2 separate regions of the Hordeum vulgare genome follow, and region 1 is linked to region 2. A link is a contact called in public Hi-C data. All regions are on one chromosome and are shown on one strand. Each heading gives the region's core, a stretch centred on a gene start, on an enhancer-like site or on the middle of the called end of the contact. The rest is flanking DNA. Distances are from core to core; before and after follow the strand shown. Region 1 holds the start of LOC123445324 (carbonyl reductase [NADPH] 1-like). Region 2 holds the start of LOC123445320 (long chain base biosynthesis protein 2d).

What was found. A called contact is a pair of places that touch in the nucleus more often than the background predicts.
Region 1: a contact with region 2 is called in a Hi-C map of seedling, with 2.2 times the contacts expected there. The contact joins the promoter of LOC123445324 here to the promoter of LOC123445320 in region 2. A contact is called at or near these places in 2 of 6 Hi-C or Micro-C datasets (leaf and seedling).

What each region holds. Positions count from the first base shown.
Region 1 is chr3H:580,835,288-580,841,832 of MorexV3_pseudomolecules_assembly, reverse strand. It overlaps LOC123445324 (carbonyl reductase [NADPH] 1-like), which reads left to right and starts at 3,703. Exons shown (of 4, transcript XM_045122288.1): 1 at 3,703-4,095; 2 at 4,548-4,742; 3 at 4,830-5,229; 4 at 5,812-6,529. The coding sequence starts at 3,721. The coding sequence ends at 5,228.
Region 2 is chr3H:580,676,567-580,682,960 of MorexV3_pseudomolecules_assembly, reverse strand. LOC123445320 (long chain base biosynthesis protein 2d) reads left to right here and starts at 3,644. Exons shown (of 12, transcript XM_045122283.1): 1 at 3,644-3,917; 2 at 3,992-4,057; 3 at 4,584-4,672; 4 at 4,770-4,915; 5 at 5,011-5,135; 6 at 5,214-5,307; 7 at 5,390-5,553; 8 at 5,864-6,025; 9 at 6,105-6,231; 10 at 6,323-6,394. The coding sequence starts at 3,792.

The sequences.
Region 1 (6,545 bases), core at 2,454-4,953, 160 kb before region 2:
GAGCTCATACCACTTTGATAAACATAACATGGTTGCCATACAAGGAAAGATATTACAGGAGGGGCAAGGAATGCATTGGGGCTGTTACACCCCTCCTCCCTCCTGCCCCACCCGTCGCCACCAACGGGCGCCCCCGGCCCTGACCCGGGTGGTGCTGGTGGCGGCGGGACGATCTCTGCGCGCGTTTCCCCTTCCCGGGACAGGGCGGTGCAGCTCGGCTTGGCAGCGGTCCGACGACCCAGCGGTGGATGGCCGGCGGCGGGTGAGGTGGCGGCACTGCTCCTTGGCGGCAGGGCAGCATGATGGCGCGGGGTGGACGGCGGCGCGCCCCCGACCCAGATCTGGGCCATACAAGCCCCATCTAGGTTCTAGCGGGCCGGCACCCGATGCGGGTGCGATGTCTTCTGCGTGGTGGGTAGGAGGAGTAGCTTCGAACGAGGGGGGGCGGCGACGCTGACGACGTGCCTGTTGCAGCATGGTGGCGGGAGCTTTACTGGCTATGATGTCCCGGCCGGTCCTGTGGGGCCATGGGTCCCGTATGCTCCTGCTATTGCGTCCGGTCGGCTATGTCGCTGACGGTGGAGGTTGAGCCCTCCCGCGTGCCGACGATGCTGTTGTTCCTAGTCCCGGCTTCTATTAGTCGATGTGCAGGCCTCTCCTTACCGTGTCGTGATAAGACGGCACGGGGGCTTCAAGACTATGTTGACGCAGGATGAAGGTCGGTCTGGTGGTAGGCTCCGAAGAGCCCGAGGTTGGGATCGGGGGCAACTCGTGTCGGTCCGGCCGACACCGACGCGGTGACACCTTCGGGTGCCGCCGAGTGTTCGTGGAGCGATGGCAATGTGTGTGGCAATAAAGTATCCCTCGTCGTCGCTCCCTCTCGAGGAGCATATTGGCATCGACGTTGATGGATGAGTGGAAGTTTGGTGTGGTGTTGCAGCGGTGGCGGCCACAGTAGCACACCTAGCCGCTTGGGCTCTCAGTCCTTTGCCTTTAGATCCGACGGTCGTGACTCCGTTTCCGAGATGTTTGACAGTGCGATGAGTTCCGGTCCATATGATTCTTCAAGGTTCGCCCGAATCTGGTGGAAAATTTTGCTGCTGGTACTGATGATAAAAGGTAAATGTATTGACAGTGGGAGTGGGGTTTGAACCCACACGACCTTTCGTACCAGAACCTTAACCTGGCGCCTTAGGCCAACTCGGCCATATCAACTCGATCGACAGCAAAATTTTGAACAGGGGAAATTTTGAAACCGTCAGTCCGGTTTCTGTTGCTCACACGTACTGCATGTTGCATTGCATTGCATGCCTCCTTGCTTGCACCCACGTACGGAGACAGGGCTCATACATTTCTCCCCTGCTTGCACCCTCCCTCCCGACGCTCAGCTGCACGTATATAAGGATAAGCCACCCAGCACACCTCTGCATCTTCAACCGCACCCGCACACACGACACGACACAAGAAGCGGAGCACACACGCAACGCACGATGGCACGCACCGGCGCGACGACGACGACGGCAGCCGCCGCGGCGTTACTCCTGCTGCTGGCGCTGGTGGCCACCGGCGCCGCCGCGGCCGCCGGTGCTGGCTACGAGATGAACGCTGCTCCCGCCGCCGGCGGTCGGGCCCGGCCGGCGGGGCTGACGCAGTGCGTGGGCGTGTGTGGGACGACGGTCGCCTCGTGCCTCCTGGACTGCTACGACACGGCCGCCGGAGGGACCCTGCCCATCTGCTTCCTCGGCTGCACCAACACCGCCGTCTTCTGCGCCACCGACTGCTCCACCCAGGCGCTCTGATTCCCGGTCAATCCATCCGGCCGGCCAATGATCAACTATAGTCTATACGCAACCTCGATCCGTATCAAACGTACACGCACGGCATGCATAATGCATTCACTTCACGCGCAACCTGGCCCGTACGGACCCTCTCACGTATGAATAATATCAACTGTACTTCGTGTCAATCGACTCCTGCAACTAGGCACGAGTTTGTATGGTGAATTGGAGAATATACACAGTTTGCTACTATGTGCTTACATAATAACTCTACTTCTTTTCGATTTGATGGGTGGTGTCTCACTTTATGTAGTTTCCTTTTGGTTTTTCCGTGCCTTTTCCTTTTGCATCCTTATTATATTTATTAATTCATGAATATTTATCAAAAATCATGAAGATTTTTAGAATTAATGAATATTGTTTACATTCATGAAACATTTTAAGTCTGTGGATTTTTAAAATTTGTGAAGATTATTTAAACACATGAATATTTTCTAAATTGAACAATATATTTTAGTTGTGTTTTCTAATGTACAACTATTAAAAAAATAAAAAAGAAGGGAACTTCTTTTGATTTAAACTCACTCAAACAATAAATACGATATCTGGTTTTTCCTAAGCTAGCGGAGCGAGCGGAACAAAATAGATAGACGAGCGAGCGGAGTAGGGAGCTGGGCCGAGTGAGTGAGAGCTTCATGTCCTGGTCCATGTGAGTGTTGTTGCATCAACTTCATGGTTTCAACCTGGCATAAGAGCTCCCAAGGGGCTCACAGAACCACCATCGTCTTACACCAAGATCAAAATGCGTAAAGACTCCACAACCACACTCCTAACAACTCCACTCTTCTCTTGAAACAAGTATGATTTTCAACATCAGTGCAACACGATATACAAATAAGAAAAAATACCGCATAACATAATTAAAATCCAAGCCAACATAGATAAAGATTAAATGAAAATTAAAATGACCGTATGCATCGATTGATGCAGAGGCCGGGGTTTTGAACCTCCTTTTCTAAAAAAAGATAAAAAATTAAATGAAACAACACGAACCACATTAACCTGCTAAAGATAGAAGAGGTAATACGACGAGTGAAGAACATGGCCCAACAAAAACACGTTAGCCTCTAGTGTGAGGGAAGAGCAGAAAAAATGGAAGCGGCGATTCGGTGCCCAGCTGCAGATGCACCTCGGCGTGAACACTAAATCGTTTAAAATAAAATAAAAACTATTTTTTTTGGCAACCAAAATGATTGAATGTGTTATGTGCGTGCAAAAATTCGTGATGTTTGGACATTCGAGGCGATCGCAGCAAAAAGGACAAATTTTAGTTTTGAAAAACTTTTAAAAAGTACACTCTTTGGGTTCTATTTTGTCTCTTTTTCCCTAGAGATTGTCGTAGTCCAAACATCACTCGATCATCTTCGATGTCAAAGTTCAGAATTTAATTAGTTATTCTACTATTTTGTTTTGAATTTTCTGTTCATTGGGTGTAGATGTGCTCAGAACCACACTTGAATTACCGGAAAAAATGTACCTTTTCGAAAGGAACATGCTACCCAGTGGTATATGGTGCCACCTTCATGGAATATATTTACCACATCCTTTTTTTTTTGAATGTTTATCAATTTTTCTCTGACATTTTTTATTAATATTTGAGCGACCGTCTCCTTTTTTTTGGATAAATTTGAGCTGGCATCTTTTTTGTTTGAGATGGCCATCGAAAACAATCACTTTTTTTGCGAGAGCTTCAAAAACAATCATTTCAGCTCGCAAGGCAAACGGCCCACCTTATATAAGCCCATGGACTCTTATATGCTCTTTTTATATTGGGCTTGACTCTTTTTGGGCCATGCGCAGGAGTATCGGAGTTCCATTCTTCTCTCTGAAGAAAAAAAAGATCTGAGTTCGATTCCGGCGAGCGCAGTATAGAAGGAGACAGATGGGGAAGAAGGGCAAGGCGGCGGCGAGGGAGCGCCGGGAGGAGCGGCGGCGGGAGGTCACGCTCCTCCGCGCCGTACCCTACGAGCCCCACCAGCGGTGGTGGGACGGCCTTGCGCCGGCCCGCGCCGTGGCGGTGGTGACGGGGGCCAGCCGCGGCATCGGCTACGAGATCTCCCGCCAGCTCGCGCGCCACGGCCTCCACGTCGTCCTCGCCTCGCGCGACGCCGCGCGGGGCCGGGACGCCGCGGAGAGGATCCTCCGGGAGGCCGAGGAGGCGGGCGCGGAGTGGCGGCAGCTCGACGTGGCGGACGCCGCGTCGGTGGAGGCCTTCGCCGCCTGGACGGCGCGGACCCACGGCGGCATCCATATCCTTGTGAGCACCCGTGCTTCTCGCCATGTGATCAGTCAACTGCCATGCTTCTTCTATAGTCTATAGCACTGTTAAACACTTCAATTCGTTTTATTTGCTACCAAGCCTCTTCACTTTCGATCTCAGTTTGGACAATCCAACACACGGCAGCGATTTTAGTTCCAGGTGTTACTCAATTTTGTTATCCATTTGACTAGTGGAGCTGCTGGAAATTATGTTGCTTAAGCAGTCATGCATAGAGTTCTGAATATTTGGCAGCCCAGCAAAAATGTTTCTACATGTGCAGTATAACAATGAGTACTGTATTTTATTTCAAACATGTGAAGTGCTCGGATATGGATTATAGGTTCTCCACAAAGTAAACAGAGTCAAAACCAATGCCTTATTAAGTATGCAATAAGTGGTGCTTATACTGTCAGATGTTTCTCTGGATATCTTTGGTTACCCAGCTACAGGTTAACAATGCAGGTGTAAACTTCAACAGAGGAGCAGATAATTCTGTTGAATTTGCTGAGCAAGTTATCCAGACAAATTATTTTGGTACAAAGCGCATGATTGAAGCCATGCTACCATTATTGAAACCTTCTCCGTATGGTGCCCGGATAGTGAATGTGAGCTCAAGGCTTGGTAGGGCTAATGGCAGACGCAATGTAAGTTTCGTCATTAACTTTTTTTTTTCCCAAGTGACCCATTCTGAATGATCCTTGACTTGTTTTTTCTCTTTTCTAACCCATCAGAAAATCGGTGATGCAAGCCTAAGAGAGCAACTATTAAGTGACGATTGTTTATCTGAGGAATTGATTGATGGGATGGTCACCAAATTCCTTGAACAAGTGAAGCAAAATAGTTGGTCCTCCATTGAGTGGCCTCAGATGTACACGGACTATTCCGTATCAAAGCTTGCTGTTAATGTGTATACAAGACTCATGGCAAGGAGGCTTTCTGACAGGTCTGAAGGCCAAAAGATTTACATTAACTGTTTCTGTCCTGGCTGGGTAAAGACTGCCATGACTGATTGGGAAGGGAACATTTCAGCCGAAGAAGGTGCTGATAGTGGAGTGTGGCTCGCCCTATTATCACAGGAACTATGTACAGTTGGAAAGTTCTTTGCCGAGAGACGAGAGATAAGCTTCTGAGGTGACTAGTCTTGTCCATAGTTTTGCTCCAGCTAGGCAGCTACAAGTCAAAATAGTCCATAGTTTGCTCCGAGTACAAGTAGAGAAAAGCCATGACTCGAGACTCGTATGTTCAAATTGCTCTGTGTTCACTTGCACTTATGAATATACTACCTCCATTCCTAAATACTCCCTCCGTCCCAAAATTCTTGTATTAAGTTTGTCAAGAAATGGATGTATGTAAATATTAAAATGTGACTAGATACATTCACATGTAGATAAATTTAAGACAAGAATTTTGGGACGGAGGGAGTATAAGTCTTTTCTAGAGATTTCACTATGGACTACATACGGAGCAAAATGAGTGAATCTACACTCTAAAGTATGTCTATATACATTTGTATGTAGTTTGTAGTGGAATGTCTAAAAAGACTTATATTTAGGAACGGAGGGAGCAGAATTCATGTGTTTTGTACAGGTTGAAACACAGTATAACTGAGATGTGTTGACATTTCCTCTGTTATTACATGCAGTAATCGAGTCATCTTTCATATTTTCTGTTACACTTAACATACATTTGACCGTACGTATTTAAAATATGTAGGTGATCAATATATGGCTGGAATGGTGGATCTGCGAGTGTCATGTTCATGAATAGCAATCCAGATGATTGGCTGACTCCAGGCGGTCAAGGAGCATCGGGTCTTCACATTGATGGAAGCCTCACTCTCTCTAATTTTCTCAATAGATGATGCCATACAAATGTCTCATGGCCGTGAATGAAGTGGCTGGAAACAGGGGAATGTTCACCAGGATCACCAGCCCAGAAGGGCAACAGGCAGGCATGGCAAGCTGGACTGTTGCACTGAATAAGTGAATATATGATTAGGCTGGATCTCAAGCAGCTCCACTATCAGATCCTCACATCATCTTGCATGTAGGGGTGGATTCTTACAACCCTATGGATCGGCTCAATTTACCGGTGATGCAGACCATCAATATGTTTGGGAACTGGTCAAAACTGCCTTGGGAATTCCAGAGCTATGCTTATGGCTATGCCGTTCATGCCCACTTTGGTTTGTTGAAGCCAGTGACGCGTTGCGTTGCTATCCAAGATATGCATAGTTGGATCATATGATTTGGCTAGCTGCTGATTTTGATGTTCTGGTTGGATCGTGTGATTTTGGCATGCACTGTGTAGTAGAGTGCCGTTGCATCTTTTTCTTGAACGTGCTCATGTACAAGTGCTGTTCGTCAGCGACAATATATGTGCGTGTCTCACGAGTCCATAAGATATAGAATTGTTAAATACGAACGTAAAACAACCATCCTGAGAAT
Region 2 (6,394 bases), core at 2,395-4,894:
AAGTGGGAGACTGTTGGAAATATGCTCTAGATGCAATAATAAATTGGTTATTATTATATTTCCTTATTCATAATAATCGTTTATTAACCATGCTAGAATTGTACTGATTGGAAACTCAAATACATGTGTGGATACATAGACAACACATTGTCCCTACTAAGCCTCTAGTTGACTAGCTCGATTATCAAAGATGGTCAAGGTTTCCTGGCCATAGACAAGTGTTGTCACTTGAAAACGGGATCACATCAATAGGAGAATGATGTGATGGACAAGACCCAAACTATGAACGTAGCATATGATCGTGTCAATTTATTGCTATTGTTTTCTACATGCCAATGTATCTCTTCCTATGACCATGAGATCATGCAACTCCCAGACACCAGAGAAATACCTTGTGTGTATCAAACATCGCAACGTTACTGGATGACTATAAAGGTGCTCTACAGGTATCTCTGAAGGTGTCTGTTGGGTTGGCATGGATCAAGACTGGGATTTGTCACTCCGTGTGCAGAGAGGTATCTCGGGGCCCACTAGGTAATACAACATATCAACAAGCCTTGCAAGCAATGTGACTAAGGAGTTAGTCACGGGATCTTGTATTACGAAACAAGTAAAGAGACTTGCTGGTAACGAAATTGAACTAGGTATAGGGATACCGACGATGAATCTCGGGCAAGTAACATACCGAAGGACAAAGGGAACTGCATACGGGATTAACTGAATCCTAGACATAGAGGTTCAACCGGTAAAATGTTCATAGAATATGTAGGATCCAATATGGACGTCCAGGTCCCGCTATTGGATATTGATCGGAGAGTGTCTCAGTCATGTCTACATAGTTCTCGAACCCGCATGGTCTGCACACTTAAGGTTCGGTGACGTTTCAGTATAGTTGAGTTATAGGTGTTGGTGACCGAAGGTTGTTCGGAGTCCCGGATGAGATCATGGACGTCACGAGGAGATCCAGAATGGTCCGGGGGTAAAAATTGATATAAAGGTAATTTACCGGGAGTGATGAATGGGTTCTGGGTTTTACCGGGAGGGGTCACTCAACCGGGAGAGAACCTAATAGGCCTAAAGGTGGTGCACCAGCCCTTAGTGGGTTGGTGTGGCCAGCCCAATAGGGCCTATTTCGGCCAAGGAACAGATAAAGGAAAAAAGGGAAGAAATGGTGGAATTGGTAGTTGCCTATTCACCCCTCCAGTCTTCCTTTCAACTTGGTTGTGGCGTGGTTGACGCGGTGTTCATGAGGAGCTCTACTTGTGTGATCGACGTTCCCTACACCCTCTCTCTTAACAACTCGATTGCTAATTGCTCATTGAGGTTCCGTGGTAAACCATTAAGAGTATCGATGATGTGACAACCTTCGAACTAGGATGAGAGGGCGATGACCCTTTTTGACGGCATGATGTCGTGTCCATGTCTGGCCAACCGGGGATGGACAAAGGACACAATCCTAATGCGGTGGTGCCTCGAGAAAGAACCGTTGTGGTGATGGATGATGGCCTCGATGTTTAAGCCGCAACACTTGCTTATGTTGTTCGAGGATTTATAATTTAAAACGGGATAAATGCATTTGGCCGAAGAAATTATGAATTGCCCAAAACAAAACTTTTAGGAGATCCCATTACAATTTTTCTATAATTTTTTACTTGTAAGTAAGTACGAATAAGCTAATAAACCTATTGTGTTGGCATTTATGACATTATATAAGTATTATTACTATAGTATACTCCCTCCGTTTGTAAATATAAGTCTTTTTAGAGGTTCCACTAGTGGACTACATACGAATGTATATAGACATATTTTAGATTATAGATTCACTCATTTTACTTCGTATGTAGACTCCTAGTGAAATCTCCTAAAAGACTTATATTTAAGAACGAAGGGAGTATATATACATATCTATACCTACTAATAAAGCAATTAGTGCTTCTGTCGTCCGTCATTAATATTACCCTCAAAGTTGACTTAAATTACCCACTGTGCCACCCATAAGTAAAGAAAAACGTTTTGATTTATTTTTTCCAAAAGTGGCGGCATAGTCCTTTATTACAAGGAGATGTTACTATAGAAGTAGAAACAAGCTAGCGTTGTAGTGGTTGAGGCATTCCACTTCTAGCCACGCATGCAGTGTTCAATCCCCCATCTTGCACATATCTCCGTTGTTTTTTTTCATTTTTTTTCTTCTCTTATTCTGTTCTCTTCCTTCTTTATATTAATTCGGGGTTTTCAAATTTCAAATATGGTGAGTTTTAAAGAAACGTTTGAGAAATTATAAAATGCATCAGAATTTAATTTTCTAAGGAAATAATAAAAGTTTCATGGATTCAAAATATATTGGTGTATTTGTAAAACTGTTTGAAATCACAAAACAAAATCACAATTTGAAAAATAAATAGTCAGGAAATAAAATCATGTTCTTGATTTTCAAAAAAATGATCATTTGTTCAAAATATATTCGGAAATCTATAAAAAATGTCCATCAAATTTTACAAAATGTTTACAAAAAGTAAAGAAACACAAATTTTAAAATTTGTTCCCGCATTTTCAAAAAAGTTAAGCGATTCAAAACATGTTTGTTGAGTCAAAAAATGCTCATGAATTCAAAAACTTTTCATGCATTTCAGAAAATGTTCGTACACAAAACAAAAAGTCAAAAAATGTTCGTACAGAAAATACATTTCAGAATATGTACACAAAACATATTTGGGAATCTGCAAAAAGTGTCAATCAAATTTTAGAAAATGTTCAAAAAAAAGTAAAAAAACACAAATTTTAAATTTTGTTCCCCAATTTTTAAAAAAGTTATGCGATCCAAAACATGTTTATTGAGTCAAAAATGCTCATGAATTCAAAAAAAATTCTTGCATTTCAGAAAATGTTCGAACACAAAACAAATGTTGGTGATTTTCAAAAAAAATGTCAATTCAAAAACTGTTCACCGATTCAAAGCCTTTTATGTCTAGGATTTGATTAGATTTTCGAAAGTCTTTATATGTCTAGACATTGAAAGTAGCTCATGGTCGGTGAGATTTGTTTTTAAAAAAAATTCTCTTACGCAGCATAATGACAAATGTGACATGTAGTAGCAAGCTCATAGGCCTTGGATTTAGCGCGTTGAATGCATTGTCATCACCTGAACATCGCGACCATCATCAACGAGGGTGAAAGAGAAAGTTAAGTGACAACATGATGAGTCACCATGTTAAAACAGAGGATGCTTATATGTGAAGGTATTGTGTCAATCCTTAAAAAAATATTACGCTTATTTGGCTAGCGTATAATGTATATATTTCTCCCGTTGCAACGCACGGACATATTTACTATAGTACTACTAATCGCCTCACTGGAAGCAGGACCTTTATTTTTCGATGGTCCAAAAAAATATTTTGCTTGAATTGGACAATTTTCTCTTAAAAAAAACGGAATTTCACCATACGAAATTACCTCGAAACCAACGGAGGTGAGGTGCGTCGCGGTGCGGTGCTCCGCGGGTGAGCTGGAGTCGGACCCGCCAGGGTGTCCGTGCGACGGGCTGCGTCCGTCGTCGGCGTCCTCGTTCAAACGCGCGTCGCCACCGCCCCGTTAGTCTCACCCCCCCACCCTAATCCCAAAGATTCCAATTTTTCCAATCTAGCCAGTCGCCATCGGAAACCATTGGCCGGTCGCCACCCCACGCCGCCGTTGACGACCCCGTCGCTCCTCCAGGCGGCCAATAAACACCGCTCCCGCCCCCGCCCCCCGCCCCCCCGCCGCGTGCCGCGTCGAAGGGAGCGAGGAGGGCGAGGATGGTGAGGCTCCCGTACCTGACCGCGCTCACCACGCTCTTCAGCTACGGCCTCCTCTTCGCCTTCGGCCACTTCCGCGACTTCTTCCGCCGGATCCTCGACGCCGGCAAATCCAGCAACCTCAAGGTCCGTCCCGTTACTTCAGATTCGCCGTGCTCTTATCCCCGCTGCTGACGCTGCTCGTGCTGTCCGTTCCGCAGGGTTACGCGCCCATTTGCCTGGGGTACGAGGATTTCTACACGCGCCGCCTCTACCTCCGCATCCAGGTGAGATCTCCTCCCCACTTTGACGATTCGTAAAGCTCGAACTTTCTTCTCCTTCTGAAGATGGGCTTGGATCATGCAATTCTGAGTGAGTTGACTGAGTTCCCTAGTGGTGGTGGGCGTGGTAAATTATGTGCCTGCTTAGGTAGATCACATGACAGAGGGTGAAAATTCATTTGATCTGTTTTTCTACTTGCTAGCTTCTTTTTAGCCCTTTTTCTTTGCCTTTTACTATATGCTCCTACATACATAAACCCCAAATTTTATGCTTGGAACCATGAGATCTCAAGTGAAACTTTGTTCCATTACTCTAATTAATAGTTGAATGAAGTGAAAAGGGTTGCTTGTTTTGAGGCATCTTGAACGTGTCATTCATTCTTGCATATTTGTGTGCTATTCCACTCCAAGGTACAGAATAGATAGTTATCAGATAGAACTAATCTTTAGTCTGAGAAATGTGTATGAAACCATATTTATACAGGGTCCACTGATTCCTTACTTTTGTTTACCTTCCTTATTGGGCTGGCAGGACTGTTTCGGCCGACCTATTGCCAGTGCGCCCGATGCTTGGTTTGATGTAGTTGAGCGTCAATCAAATGACGGCAACAAGACACTCCAGTATGTTTTCCTCAAATTTGACTCCACACCTAATTAGCAAAGCAAATCTTATCCCAGGATGAATGCTGGCCTCTAATTCAGTGCATCTTTGATGCAGACGTACCACAAAAACATCCAAGTGTCTTAACTTGGGTTCCTACAACTACCTTGGTTTTGCTGCAGCAGATGAGTACTGCACTCCTCGTGTTATCGAGTCACTCAAGAAATACTCTGCCAGTACTTGCAGTGCCCGAGTTGATGGAGGTAGGTGCTTGTATGTCCTTGCCATAAGTTTGCCTCCACTTGATACTGCAATAATATGGTAATAGTAACGCTAATTGATCTGTATATAACCTTAGGAAATACTAAGCTGCACACAGAGCTCGAGGAGCTAGTTGCACGATTTGTTGGCAAGCCTGCAGCTATTCTTTTTGGCATGGGTTATGTGACAAACTCTGCAATCATTCCTATTTTGATTGGGAAGGTCTGTGGTGAGCTGAGTATTTTATTTGTCCTCTCTTTTTCTGATACATGCTGGACTAATGTATTTTGATGATACCAGGGTGGGCTGATAGTTAGTGATTCATTGAACCATATTTCTATAGTGAATGGAGCCAGGGGTTCAGGGGCTACTGTCCGGGTTTTTCAACATAACAGTAAGCTTGCTAACAGCTGCATCTCATGTAGTGCACTTAACGATGAGGCATGAAGTTTAATGCTTCCGTTATATTCTTCCAGATCCTGCACATTTGGAAGACGTACTTAGGGAGCAGATTGCAGGGGGACAACCTCGTACACACAGGCCATGGAAGAAGATAATTGTGATTGTTGAGGGAATTTATAGCATGGAAGGGGAGTTATGCAACCTCCCTGAGATTATGGCTGTCTGCAAGAAATACAAGGTGTGAGAATTGCGCATATTGACTCCTTGTTCTGTTATTAGTAACGAAAACTGTAGTTCCTTTGCATGCTAGAACTCTTACTTGTGTCATACTCCCTCCGTCCCAAAATTCTTGTCTTATGTTTGTTTAGAAATGAATGTATCTAGATACTAAAACGTGACTAAATACATTTATATCTAGATAAATTTAAGACAAGAATTTTGGGACGGAGGGAGTATATAGTACTGAAGTTCACAAGCTGTTCAAAAATTTCCAACTATTAGTGATGTATCGGTGTATTGACTCGGAGTTCTTATAAACATCTTAATAGGCTTACACATATTTAGACGAGGCACACAGTATTGGAGCTGTTGGAAAGACTGGAAGAGGTGTATGTGAACTACTAGGAGTGGATCCAGCTGATGTGGACATCATGATGGGAACATTTACAAAATCATTTGGATCATGCGGAGGTTACATTGCAGCATCAAAAGTATGAAAGATCCACCTACCAATCTTGACTGAATTTTATATTTGATAAATCTGACCCATATGTCATTCTATGTTCTTAGGAGATCATTCACCATCTTAAGCATGCATGCCCAGCCCATATTTATGCAACGTCCATGTCACCTCCAGCAGTCCAGCAGGTTATCTCTGCGATAAAGGTTGTCCTTGGGGAAGATGGATCTAACAGAGGTATATCAGGAAGGATTTAATGCTTTTATTAGGGCTTCCATGTGTCTCTTTGTCTTGGAGAAATTCCTAACGCAGTCGTTGCTTTAAATAGGGGCCAAGAAGCTTGCTCAGATTCGGGAGAACAGCAATTTTTTCCGTTCAGAGCTTCAGAAAATGGGTTTTG